3 separate regions of the Sus scrofa genome follow, and all the other regions are linked to region 1. The links are chromatin contacts, called in public Hi-C and HiChIP or PLAC-seq maps. All regions are on one chromosome and are shown on one strand. The core of a region is the stretch at or near the end of the contact, and the rest is flanking DNA. Distances in the headings are between cores, read along the strand shown. Region 1 holds the start of PPP1R14A (protein phosphatase 1 regulatory inhibitor subunit 14A). Region 2 holds the start of CATSPERG (cation channel sperm-associated protein subunit gamma). Region 3 holds the start of PSMD8 (26S proteasome non-ATPase regulatory subunit 8).

Region 1 (4,294 bases), core at 758-3,257:
GACAGAGGAACAGCTAGTGCAAAAGTGTGTGGATGGGACTGTGTCTGGCAGACTTTGATTGCCCCCCCACTGAACAATGGGGATCCATGGAGAAGTTTTTTTCTGTTAATATGACAGGTTTATTGAGACATAACTCACAGGCCATACATTTCACGCCTTTAAAACCTACAATTCAAGGAGTTCCCGTTGTGGCACAGTGGTTAACGAATCTGATTAGAAACCATGAGGTTGAGGCTCGATCCCTGGCCTTGCTCAGTGGGTTAAGGATCCGGCGTTGCCGTGAGCTGTGGTATAGGTAGCAGACACGGCTTGGATCCTGAGTTGCTATGGCTCTGGCATAGGCTGGCAGCTACAGCTCTGATTAGACCCCTAGCCTGGGAACCTCCATATGCCGCAGGAGCGGCCCTAGAAAAGACAAAAAAAAAAAAAAAAGTACACTTCAGTAGTTTTTGGTATATTCATAGAGTTATGCAACTACCATCACAATTGATTTTAGAAAATTTCATTGACCTCAAAAGAAATCTCTTACTCTTTTTTTTTTTTTTTTTTGGCCATGTCTGTGGCATGTGGAAGTGCCCAGGCCAGAGAAGCAGCTGTGACCTACAGCAATACTGGATCCTTTAACCCACTGCACCGGCAGGCGATCAAACCCACACTTCTGCAGCATCCAAACCACTGCAGTTGTGTTTTTTTTTTAGGGCTTCAGCCGCGGCATAGGGCTATTCGGAGCCTAGGGATCACATTAGAACTGCAGCTGCAGCCTATGCCACAGCAACGACAGGTCAGAGCTGCATCTGTGGCCTGCACCACAGCGCACAGCCACGCCAGATCCTTAACCCACTGAGCAGGGCAGGGGTCAAACCCAGGTCCTCATGGATACTAGTCAGGTTCGTTACCACTGAGCCACAAGGGGAACTCCTGCAGTCAGATTCTTAACCAACTGTGTCATGGTGGGAACTCCTTTTCAATTTCTTGATATCCTTTGAAACACAAATTTTTAAATTTTGATGGTATCCAACTTATCTTTTTTTTCTTTTATCGTTTGTGCTTTATGTGTCATGTAAGAAGCCACTGCCTCATTATAAATCGTCTTCAGCAGCGAAAGGACATGGCCAAATTTAAGTTTTATTTAAGTTTTGCAGTGTTATTCTTGCTGCTTTCCATCAGAAGTGGGAAGACTTGTGAGGTAAGGGACTTCTCTGGTCACCCTCTCCCCTCCCTAAAACCCCACCCTCACCCTCACTCCATTTCTCATTTTATTCTCCATGGTTCTCCATACAACTTATATTCTAATAAATGTACAATGCACTGTACTTACTTATTACGTTGCCGCCCGCCTCCACCACAAGAGCGTCACCCCTGTGAGGACTGGGCTTGTGTGTTTTGTTCCCTGCTCTGTCCCCAGTGCCTAGGAGAGTGGGGGCCGGGGAGCCTGGTGGTGGCCAGAGGGAGAGAGGACCATTGGATGCTATCTGGTGTGAGGCGTCTAATATGAAGGAGAAAAAGAGAGAGGGACTAACACCCCAATGTCATGATGTCAACTGAGTATTTCTTGAATACAGTGAGTGCATGTGAACGAATGGACGCTTGGATTGTGGGTAAATGAAAGAAAGGATGTGCTTCGAAGACTGTGGTTTGACCTTCCCTGTGGAAGGGTTTGTTCACAGGGGGCTCCTGTCATGTCCCTTGCAACCGCCAGAGGGAGCAAACAGGCCAGGTCCCGGAGAACCGTCCCGGGACCCGCCCCCCGGGATCCAGGCCCCGGGAGCCCCAGCCGCCCGGCCCCGGCCTGGGGCTCTCGGCCCCGGCCCCTACCTGAGCCAGGCCCAGCCGCGGGCTTCACGCCCACGCGGCGGCCGGTCCTCGCGCAGCAGGCGGGGAAACTGAGGCCCGGGCGGCCGGGGCGTGGCCGGCCCCCCGGCGAGCCCGAGCCCCCGCCCCCGGCCAGCCCCGCCCCGGCCCGTAAGAGGCCCCCTGGGTGAGAGGCGAAAGCGCACAGCGCGGCGCCGGGGCCGGGGCCAGGACCGCGATGGCAGCTCAGCGGCTGGGCAAGCGGGTGCTGAGCAAGCTGCAGTCTCCGTCGCGGGCCCGGGGGCCGGGGGGCAGCCCCGGGGGGCTGCAGAAGCGACACGCGCGTGTCACCGTCAAGTACGATCGGCGGGAGCTGCAGCGGCGGCTGGACGTGGAGAAGTGGATCGACTGGCGCTTGGAGGAGCTGTACCGTGGCAGGGTGAGGCGGGGAGGGGTGGGGGGCGCAGGGGGCGTCCTAGACCGACGGAGCCCGGGCCCTGCCCCCCTGCGCCTTGGGGGTCTCTCATTGCTTGAGCTCGCTGGTGCATGCGCAGCCTCCTTGCCAGGGGAGAACGCTGGCCCCGCGACACATGGGCCCCCGCCGTCCACCCTCCCTGGCACTCTGCTTGTGCTCACACTTGGGTAAAAACACAGGGGAGGACCAGGGCTTTAGCATATGGGAGGTTAGGAGGCCAACTTGGGGAGCCAGAGTGGCCATATCTGGAAGAAAAGGTGGGGGGAGGAGGATGTCTTAAAGCCAAACATAGACATGGTGACCGGAGATACAACCGCAGGGAACCGCACAGCCAAGGAAACATCAGCATTCACAGACCTGCACAGTGACAAGCTATGGCCACTCACAGACCCAGTGACAGAAGCAACAGCCATGCACAGACTGTCAGGGACACCGGCTGTGGGACAGATCAACCCATGCTACAGCCACAGGCTCTCCTGGTCACAACAGCACAGGCCACAGTGCCCTATACAGATACAACACAACTACGCCCACACAAAAGGACTCCACTTACAGCTGTTCATAGACACACACAGCGCAATCTGTAGAGCCTTGCAAGCAGTGCAAGCTACAACAGCTACCCCGACACTCAGTGATTCAAGTAACGACCATCCATTATCTCCTAAAAGCAAAAAACATGCAAAGGCAATGACAGATGCTGCAGCCACACGCAGACATCAAATAACAGGAATTATAGCTACACCCAGACAGAAAACCGCGTAGGCTATGGGCACCTGTGGACGCACAATGGCAGAAGCTGCAATTGCCTGTGGACACATAGGGCATAAGCTGCAGCCTCCTGTGCTGTCTCAGGGGGTCCAGACAGACACATTTCACTTGTCTCCGCTTGAAGTCACACTTTGTACCACCCATGAGAGTCAGAGGAAGCGGACACAGACATGTGAGATGACAGAGCCTCCTCAGCCCAGCACAAAGGTGGGAGAAGCCGTGGCCCCTCGCAGTGACCCGAGGGCCCCTGTTCTCAGACACATGAGCTCACGCAGGCGGACAGTTGCTAGTGGTCGGTGGGATCCTATGAGCTCACCCTCAGACGGCGCTAGAGCCAGCCGGACACTCAAGGACACAAGTTGTGGTCACTTACTGATCAACATATCCCACAGCGACACATGATGATGAGACAAACATGCTAAGCTAGAGTCACACGCCGCCTACCATAGGAGGACCGTGGGCCCCTGTACAAGCTGCACGGTATGTCATACATTGCTACACCCTCCCACTGGCCCTGTGGCCTGGGCATCAGGCTGTGACTCACACGGACGGGTAACACACCGACACTCCAGTCTTTTGCTGAGCCCTCATCTCCACATGCAGCTCCCAGACCACCCAAGGCCTGGAGCCTGCAGTGGAATCTGCAGGACTTTGGTGGGGAAGGAAAAAATCTGTAGCCTCGGGACCTCGTGCTCAGACAGCTGGGTTCTGTCCCCGACAGGGGTACTGAGCCAGCCTGCATTTGGCCCTTTGCCCCAAGAGGCTGTACAAGCCCCCCAGTTGTCTGCTCAAAGGTGGGCTGGTGGCTTATTCTACCCACCCACCTTGGGGGGCCTCTTTGGCCCCAAGGGGAGGAGGAGGCTGGCCCAAGGCCTCTCTGTCCCCTGGGGCCAGGGCCCACCCCCAGCAGGCTCCATCCTGCCAGCCTCCCTCCCCTGCACCTAGTGCTTAAACTTTTCCTTGAAAGGGCAGAGCCAGCCCCTCTCCTGAATCCCAGAATCTGACATTCCAAGACTCAACCTAGGCCTGCTTCCCACTATGGGAACTGCGGCCAAGGGGAGAGACCCATGCCAGCCCCGAGACTCCCGGGCCCCGGGGCCAGCATCTGAGCTGGTACAGGCTCCTGGGGCCTCTGTCAACCCATCTGTCACCCCTCCCCCAACACCCAGATGTCCCGCCTTGGCGGTGCTGTCCCTGACTGTCACATTATTGCTCCGGAACCCGCCAGCTGGGCCCTGGGGCCGCCGGGGCTCCTCCGGA
Region 2 (4,234 bases), core at 290-2,789, 78 kb before region 1:
CTATTTTTTAATAGAGCACCAACCATGTGCTTGGTGGGATAACAGGAATCTTTGTGAATATTTAAGGTCCCTGCTATTCAAATGTTAGAGATGGAGAAACAGGCCTGAACAGAATGAGCCCACCCCCGCTGCACCCACTCACCTCTCCTCTGCAGGAGTAGTTGATCTTCAGGAAGTAAGGAAAGCCCAGGTATCTCTGCAAGGATAAGCTGGGCAAATGTCTGGAGCCCAGTGAGGTGCCTGTCCAGGACCTCTCCCGTTCTCCAGACCCCAGTCCCCTCACCTCGTCCGGGTCGATGGGTGCATCCACCAGCAGGCTGAACACTTCGTCCACTGTGTCCAGGGGCTCTTGATTGAAAAAACGATCGCTTGCGTGGTTCTTGCCTACTGTTTCAAAGTTGTTCAGGACAACCTGCCAGGTGCACTCCAGGGTATCCTTTATCGCCCACAACCTCCATGGTGCCAATAGCACCACCAGAAGTGCCCACAGCGCCCGCAGGACTCGGAGTCTCGGCCACGCAGGGCCAGCAGGGGACATGTTGGGGCAGTGGGCAACGTGGCTTCAACCTGGAAAATGCGGAGGTCACCAGCCGGCAATACAACTCTTGGTAGGTGCCGTCTGAGATCCCGCCTAGCTCCTGCGCCTGGCCCCCACCGGACCCCCGGCCCCGTCCCTGCTCAGACTTCTGGCCCCACCCCTGTTCTTGCTCCTAACTACACCCCTACTCTTGCTCCCAGCTCCGCTCCAGTTCTTGCTTCTAGCTTCGCTCCTGCTAGTGCTACCGGCTCCACCCCTACTCTTGCTCCTGGCTCCACTTCTGCTCCAGACCACGGCCCTACCCCAGGCGGTGCCCCAGGCCCTGCCAGTATTGCAATTCCGGACACCACCTCTGCTACTACTCCCGGTCCCGCCCCTACTGTTGCTCCTGGCAACGCCTCTGCCCCTGGTTTCTCCCCGATTTCTCCTCTCACCCCTTAACCTTGCCCCACCCTTCTTTGCTCTGCCCCTGCTCTGCCTCCCACCCCTACTCCTCACTCCGTCTCGGATTCTGTTTCTCGATTTAACTGCCCCACAACTATTTTCCCCAGTCCCTCTGTACCTGGCTCCGACCCTGCTTATTGCCCCGCCCCATCCCTTCTCTTCGCACCGCCCCTTTCTCCGCGCACGTGCTCGGGCTCTGCCCACGTACCGGGCCCTGGCTCTAGATCTGTCCCTCTCCGGATCCTGTTCCCGGACCCGCCCCACGCCCCGCACCTTCCCCTGTTTCTCGGCTGTTTCTTGCTCCCCGCTCTGCTTTTGCCCTTTATCGACCTGTCCTTCTCCCTCCTGGGAGAGCTGTTCTTCCCGAGCCTGCTCCTCGCCACGCCCCCTCATGTGGCCCCGCCCCTTCTCCTTAGATACAGTTTCTTTGCCTTGGGAACTCTTCTCGCCACTGGTCTTCCCTTCGCTCCGCACCCTCTCCTCGCCCTGCACTGTCTCCTCATTCCTTGCCGGCGCTACCCTGTGCGTCAGTACTTTCTCTGTCTTCACTTTCCTCCCGAACCGCGACACCTTTTGGCCCCACCCCTTCTTCTCACCACTCCTTTCCATGCCCTGGACAATTCGCGGCTCTACGCTCCGCCTCTCCGAGCCCCGCCCCTATTCATCACCCAGCTTCTTAGCCTTGCCCCGCTCTTCCTCTGCCCCGCCCCTACTGTGCCCAGTCCCTCCGCGCTCCAAATTTTCCCCAGCCTTTTCCTTCCTCGCCTCCCTCCTCCCCTTCCCTCCCCTTCTTAACCCCGCCCCCGCCCCCCGCATCCCTCCCGGGGATGGCACCAGGCACCACCCCCTTCTCCCCGCCCCGTGGTACCAGTCACTAGGTTAAAACCGGTCAACCGTCTCTCCGCCGCTCCAGTCCCGCCCCCTCTTGCCCGGTCTCAAAATGGCCGACAGCACTTCTACAACCCACTTCCGCCTTTCTCGAGGAAACTTCTCCCCCGCTTGCCGGTATCCATGGTAACGCGCATCCCAACTAGCGCCTACAGCTTGGGAACAGAGTCAGCGCGGTGCTCCACACCCATTTGGGGCCTGAACGGCAGAGGGTGCTAGAGACGAAGTTTGTGATAGGAAGGTCTTCAAGGAGTTCCTATTGGTGGTTCTGGCCTACTCATCCTTCTACTCAATCAGATTTTAATATCACAATTCTAGTGAAAAAAAAGTTTGGTCTCCATGTGGGAATTGATCGCCTGCGGCTTAACTTCTTCCTCTACAGAACAGGGCAGCCATCTCATAGAGTTGTTTTGGGAAGTCAATAAGCTAACACATGAAGAATGCCTGGCACAAATAAATATTCAATGAGTTAGTTTTCATTGGTATTCTGATGCCTAACAGACTCAGATCATGCCTTTTTTTTTTTTTTTTTTCCTTTTAATGGCTTCACCCACAGCATGTGGAAGTTCCCAGGCTAGGGGTCGAATTGGAGCTACATCTCCCGGCTACTCCACAGCCACAGCAACGCCAGATCTGAGCCACATATGCAAACTACACAGCAGCTTGTAGCAATGCTGGCTCCTTAACCCACTGAGTGAGACTACGGATCAAACCCACATCCTCATGTGGGGTTCTTAACCTGCTGAACCACAAGGGGAACTCCAGACCATGACTTTTTGATGATCTGCAAAGCTGACTTTACTCTAAAAACCCATGATTTTCCAACTTTAATGTGCCTTAAAGGACTTGCTGAAACAGATTTTTGGGCTCCATCTCCAGGATTTTTGATTCAGTAAGTCTGAGATGGGGCTGGAGAATTGCATCAGGTGATGCTGATACTGATGGTCTGGGGACAACACCTTATGAACCAATGCTCTAAAGCTTTCCATGCCACCCCAGGACCCCAGGGAAACACCCAAACTCGCTTGCTTTCCAGAGCCCTGTACGATCCCATCCCTGTTGTCCTTCCTGTCCTGCTCATCTCTTTTCTCCCTCTGTAGTCCAAAGCCTAGTCACACAGAGCAACTTGAATGTCCTTGAGCAGGGGTGCTCGCTCTCCTCCAGACTGTGTCCAAACTATAACACTCTCTGGGATACTATTTCCTACTTTATCCCCTGCTGACCATTTTCCTTCCTTCAGGTCTTGTCTGTGATACCTGAGTGGCCCCCATCCTTCCCCTGACCACTCTAGGCCATGATGTCAGGGAATGCATCTTTGTTTCCCACTGCATCACAGGCATGGAAGGCTTTGGAGCACTGGTTCATAAGGTGTTATCCCCAGACCATCAGTATCAGCATCATCTGATGTAAAGTTTCCAACTCAGGGCAACACAGCCCAGAACAGACGTTCTTTGAAAATGAAGAGCTGGTGGAAGTCTCCCCAGTCCCAGCACTCCCCACCTCCCCAGACCAGGGAGGGTAACTTCATCTGAGAGAAGAAATCTCAGCTGTGAATATGAGCCCTTCTAGACCCACAGAGGCAGAGACTGGGGTCTCCTCATGACAAACATCCCCCAATTCTGCATGTAGCCCCACCAGGGGGATGTGCCTCTATTACTGTGATGATTCATGCCACCCGCATATCCATGAATAAAACATAGAAATAACTTATGGGATGTGTCCCAGAGAAGGCACTGCAGACATTTAAAAAATATATATAGGAGTTCCCGTCGTGACGCAGTGGTTAACGAATCTGACTAGGAACCATGAGGTTGCGGGTTCGGTCCCTGCCCTTGCTCAGTGGGTTAACGATCCGGTGTTGCCGTGAGCTGTGGTGTAGGTCAACGCGGCTCGGATCCCGCGTTGCTGTGGCTCTGGTGTAGGCCAGCAGCTACAGCTCCGATTCGACCCCTAGCCTGGGAACCTCCATATGCCGTGGGTGAGGCCCAAAGAAATAGAAAAAAGACCAAAAAAAAAAATAATAAAGAAAATAAAATAAAAAAATATATATATGACACCTATTCATATGCCTCTGGAATGATCTCTGAATTACACTGGGTTGGTGAAAAAAAGCAAAGTACAGAAGAGAATGTTAGAAAAGTTATATGCATATTATGAACTATGTAATATGAAAAAGCAAGGTGCAGAAATGAGAATAACCATTAGCCAACATTTTATGGAGAACCAGACACTGTTCTAAGAGCTTTATGGAGATCAAATTGCTTAATTATCTAACAAGTCCATGAGGTAGATGCTGTTATCATCCCATTTCACAGATTGGCAAACTTAGGAAGGAAGAGAGGTGAAATCAACTTGCTCAAAAAC
Region 3 (4,528 bases), core at 470-2,969, 120 kb before region 1:
AGGCGACAGAGAAAGCTCTCAGGAGATGACTGTGGCCCTGCCCCTGACCACCACTGCCGCCATTCCTGCCACAACCCCAGCCCATAACCCCCCACCAACCCCAGTGACACTCACGGGCCAGAATGAGCTGCTGTTTGGTCAGTTTGGTCCCTGTGGTTGGCAGGAAGTTGAGCTCCAACAGAACCAGCTGATGGGGAGGGCAGTGGAAGGAAGGAAAAAAGACGGGCCTTCAAGTACAGGTTATTTACCTTTCTCTAAGCCTTGGTTTTCCCACCTAGAAAATGGAGCTAATCATCATCCCTGACTCATGACGCTGTTACGCGTATTAAAGGAGTCAGTCCCCGTAAAGCACTCAGATCAGGGCCTGGACACATGATGAGCATTCATTTAGAATGACCTCATATTACAAGTATTAACAGGCCCACTGGGAAAACAGGGGACCCACTCCATGCCTGACCCAGTGCAATCAAGGGGGTGGGGGTGAGGGGCACTAGCACCTTCAGTTCTTTGGCAATCCTTTTCCACACTTTGTTGGGATGGGCCCAGCTACTCCCCTCCACCTACACCAAGAAGGTGGGGGGGGGCTAACCTCTCCCCATTGTCCAGCCCACACATCATCCCTTATCAAAGACACCCCCTCAGCAACTTGGTCCAGGCCACTGTATTTGTCCTCACTCCCACACTTGGCCTGAAGCACCTCCAGCACCATTCTGGTCCTTTACGAAAAGAATATTTTTCCTAGGTTCAATCCTGCCCTCTCAACTTGGCTGGGCCCCTCCCCCTCAGATGCACGCCTAAGCCTCTGATCTGAGACCCTCATGTGGCCTGGTTTTAACCACGCACCCCATCATCTCAGCTTTCTTCTTCCATCACCGCGTCCACTGTTCATTCCCCACTTGGCGTCGTCCAGAACCCTCCCTCAGAAAAAAACTCCGACACCCCCATCCTGCCACTCCAGCCAGCTAAGCCTCTAAGCACCAAAATTTGAACCTCTCACTCGTCTATGCTCGAACCACTCTCTCCGTCACCGCCGCCCCCTGCCCCCCACCGTGGGGCTGCATTTGGTCCATTCCAGGTCCCTCTCACTTCTTCATCCCTCCAAGCCCGAACTTTCGCTGTTCCGAATTCTTCACCCCATTGGATCGCCCAGCCCGCCTTGGTGCCGCCAGCAATGTGGCCCACTCCTGAGCCCAGAATTAGGTTCGGTCTGGGCCCCCCGAAGCGCCCCCGGTAACCCCTACCTTGAGACGGCCCAGTTCTTCACCGCATTTGCTAAGATTGGGGCTTTTACGGTTCCACTCGCCCTTGAGTTGTTCGTACATACCGGCTGCGGCCTGCAGGACTGCGCCCGAGGCCGCTGCAGGCCCCGAGCTCGAGCCGCCAGCCACCCCGTTCACCGTCGCGGCCGCCATCTTCCGTGATGCGGCAAACCGCCGAGCCGATTTACGGCAGCGACGCCTACTGCCGCTTGCCCGGCGGAAGTGGGCTCGGTAGGTGGAGCCCAAAGCCGGGGGCGGGGCTGCGACTGTGGGCCTCCGCACTCCGCGCTTGGTGCTCAGTCGCTTTCGGGGAGGTGCCCTCGAAGGCCGGCCTTTCACGAACATGTCGGTCGGGGCTCCGCCTCTGCTGTCACTCAAGATGGTGACCGGAAGTCTGCAAACTGTAAAGGGCAGCGCTTACAACGCCTCCCCTCCTCCCGGAGCCAATATGGCCGCCCTGGCTTCAGCTTGGTCTTTCCGGACGCTGCGTTCTTGTCTAGGTGGTGGAGCTGTTTGGAGAGCGATGTTATTCTTCCTGTATTATAGACCGGGTTTGAGAGGCTTCATAAACTTCCAAGAGACTAACAGCTGAGATTTGACTTTGGGTCTTTCTCTCTAATCTCTCAGTGCACCTTCCCAAACTCAAAGAAATGCAGGGAAGCTTTATAAAAATCATCCAGGCTTCATGCTGTATAGAGCAGGGAACTATATCTAATCGCTTGTAATAGAACATGATAGAATATGAGAAAATAATAAAAAAAAAGAAAAGAAAAAGATAATATGAGAAAAAGAATGTATATATAATTGGGTCACTTTTCTGTACAGCAGAAATGGACAGAACATTGTAAATGAACTATAATAAATTTTTAAAAATCATCCAATATTAACGGCTTTATATGCCACATTTTGGGGAGGATTCCCAATTTTTTTTTTATCCCTACCTGTTATTCCTCCATATATACCACACCTGCCTACTTAACGTCTCTCCTTTTTCTGAGTTCTCTTGTCTCTGTCATTTAGAAAGTCAGCTCCATGACAGCAGGGATGTTTATTGGGTTTTTTTTTTTTTTACTGTTGTATTCCTGGCTTGTGGTAGACAATGAATATTTGTTGAATGAGTGGATGAATGGATATGTAAATAAGTTGTCTTTAACAGTTTTTAAAGAAAAACTGCATCATACTATACATACCTTCCAAAATGCAACATGCCTTTTTTTTTTTTTTTTTTTTAAAGGAATACACTAAAGAGATCTCTGGAGATCAATGGACATATTTTTGACACTTTATAAAAAAACAGCTTCAGAATTCCCTTACGGCTCAGCAGGTTAAGGATTCCTTGTTGACACTGCTATGGCTTGGGTTGCTGCTATGGCATGGGTTCAATCCCTGGCCCCGGAACTTCCACCACATCCTGGTGGCTCAAACAAACAAAAATAATCCAAACATCAATATGGGAACCATTAAATCAATTGCATATTCACACTGTGGAATATCGTGCAGATGTTTTGTTTTGTTTGCTTTGTTTTGGACCCGGCCACTACAGTGACAGGATCTGATCCTTAACCTGCTGACTTGACCACAGAACTCCTTCAAGTCTTTGCCTTTTTTTTTTTTCTTTTCCATTTTTTTCCTTTGCCGTTTTTAATTGAGTTGTTTGTGGTTTTTTGTTGTTGTTGAGTCAGAGGAGTTCTTTATTTTCATTTTCGTTTGTTTTTGGCTGCACCCAAAACATGTGAAATTTCCCAGGCCAAGGATGGAACCTGCGCCACAGCAGGGACAATGGGGATCCTTAATCCCCTGAGGCACCAGGGAAAGGAGTTCTTTATTTTCTACATATTAGTCTTTATCAGATACATGATTTACAAATACTTTCTCTCATTCTATCAGTTGGCTTTTCACTCTGTTAATGGTATCCTTTGATTCACAAAAGGGTTTAATTTTGATGAGACCTAATTTATCTGTTTTCTCTTTTGTCACCTATACTTTTGCTATCATACTTAAGAAATCATTGACAGGAAATTTCCCGTGTAGCAGCGGGTTAAGGATCCAGTGTTGTGCAGTTAGGGTATAGGTCGAAACTCTGGCTGGGATTTGATCCCTGGCCTGGAAATTCCACATGCAGCAGGGCAGCCAAAAAAGAAAAAAAAAAAAAAAAAACTTGGAGTTACTGTCATGGCGCAGCAGAAACAAATCCAACTAGGAAGCATGAGGTTGCGGGTTTGATCCCTGGCCTTGCTCAGCAGGTTAAGGATCTGGCGTTGCTGCGAGCTGTGGTGTAGGTCACAGACTCAGCTCGGATCTGGTGTTGCTGTGGCCGTGGTGTAGGTCGGCAGCTACAACTCTGATTAGACCCCTAGCCTGGGAACCTCCATATGCCATGGGTGCGGCCCTAAAAGGATAAAATGACAAAAAGAAAAGAAAAGAAAGAAAAAAAATTGACAAATCAAAAGTTTTATAATCCTAACTGTTAAATTTAAAAACCTGACCTGGTTTTGGTTAATTTTCAAACATGGTATAAGGTAAGGGTCCAACTTTTTCTTTTGCATGTGGATATCCAGTTTTCCCAGTACCATTTGTTGTTAAGAGTGTCCTTTCTGTTGCATGCTCTTGGAACCTGGTCAAAAACCAATTGACTGATTTGTGAGGGTTTATTGCTAGGCTCTCTATTCTATTACATTGGTCTGAATGTCTGTCTTTATGCCAGTAGAACACTGTTTTAGTTACTGTAGTTTTGCAGTTTTGAAATTAGGAAGAATGAGTTTTGCAGTTTTGAAATTAGTAAGAAATTAGGAAGAATGAGAACAACAACAAAAACAAGTTTTGTTCTTTTGTTTCAGGATAGCGTGGCTATTTAGAGTCCTGTGCAATTCCATGTGAGTTTCAGGAATCAAATGCAAAATTGCCATGGGATTTTGATGGGATTTTGGATTTTGATTGGATTTTGATAGAGATTTCATTGACTGTCACTTTGAGTCATGTTAAGGGGCTAAATGGTGTTCCCCCAAAGTGTATATGTTGAAGCCCTAACCCCCAATACCTAAGAACATGACTATATTTGGAGATAGGGCCTTTTTTTTTTTTTTTTTTTTTTTTTGCATTTTATGGCTGCACCCACAGCATATAAAGGTTCCCAGGCTAGGGGCCAAATCGGAGCTACCGCTGCTGGCCTACACCACAGCTCACAGCAACGCCAGATCCCTAACCCACTGAGCGAGACCAGGGATCGAACCCGAAACCTCATGGTTCCTAGTCGGCTTCATTTCCACTGC

The links. Hi-C and Micro-C count contacts between places; a contact is called where the count stands out from the background. HiChIP or PLAC-seq counts read pairs in DNA pulled down with a chosen protein or histone mark.
Region 2: a Hi-C map of retroperitoneal adipose tissue shows a contact between it and region 1, with 1.9 times the contacts expected there. The contact joins the promoter of CATSPERG here to the promoter of PPP1R14A in region 1. A contact is called at or near these places in 2 of 5 promoter capture datasets (fetal liver and liver), 10 of 47 Hi-C or Micro-C datasets (embryonic fibroblasts, heart right ventricle, liver and 5 more) and 2 of 2 datasets of contacts at active chromatin or transcription factors (alveolar macrophages and skeletal muscle).
Region 3: an H3K27ac HiChIP or PLAC-seq map of alveolar macrophages shows a contact between it and region 1. The contact joins the promoter of PSMD8 here to the promoter of PPP1R14A in region 1. A contact is called at or near these places in 2 of 5 promoter capture datasets (fetal liver and fetal skeletal muscle), 7 of 47 Hi-C or Micro-C datasets (embryonic fibroblasts, mesenchymal stem cells, omental adipose tissue and 2 more) and 1 of 2 datasets of contacts at active chromatin or transcription factors (alveolar macrophages).

The regions. Positions count from the first base shown.
Region 1 is chr6:47,171,770-47,176,063 of Sscrofa11.1, reverse strand. It overlaps PPP1R14A (protein phosphatase 1 regulatory inhibitor subunit 14A), which reads left to right and starts at 2,007. Exons shown (of 4, transcript NM_214337.1): 1 at 2,007-2,230. The coding sequence starts at 2,030.
Region 2 is chr6:47,249,612-47,253,845 of Sscrofa11.1, reverse strand. CATSPERG (cation channel sperm-associated protein subunit gamma) reads right to left here and starts at 1,539. Exons shown (of 27, transcript XR_002344645.1): 1 at 1,313-1,539; 2 at 284-567; 3 at 143-196.
Region 3 is chr6:47,287,082-47,291,609 of Sscrofa11.1, reverse strand. It overlaps PSMD8 (26S proteasome non-ATPase regulatory subunit 8), which reads right to left and starts at 1,719. Exons shown (of 7, transcript XM_005664584.3): 1 at 1,242-1,719; 2 at 115-187. The coding sequence starts at 1,604.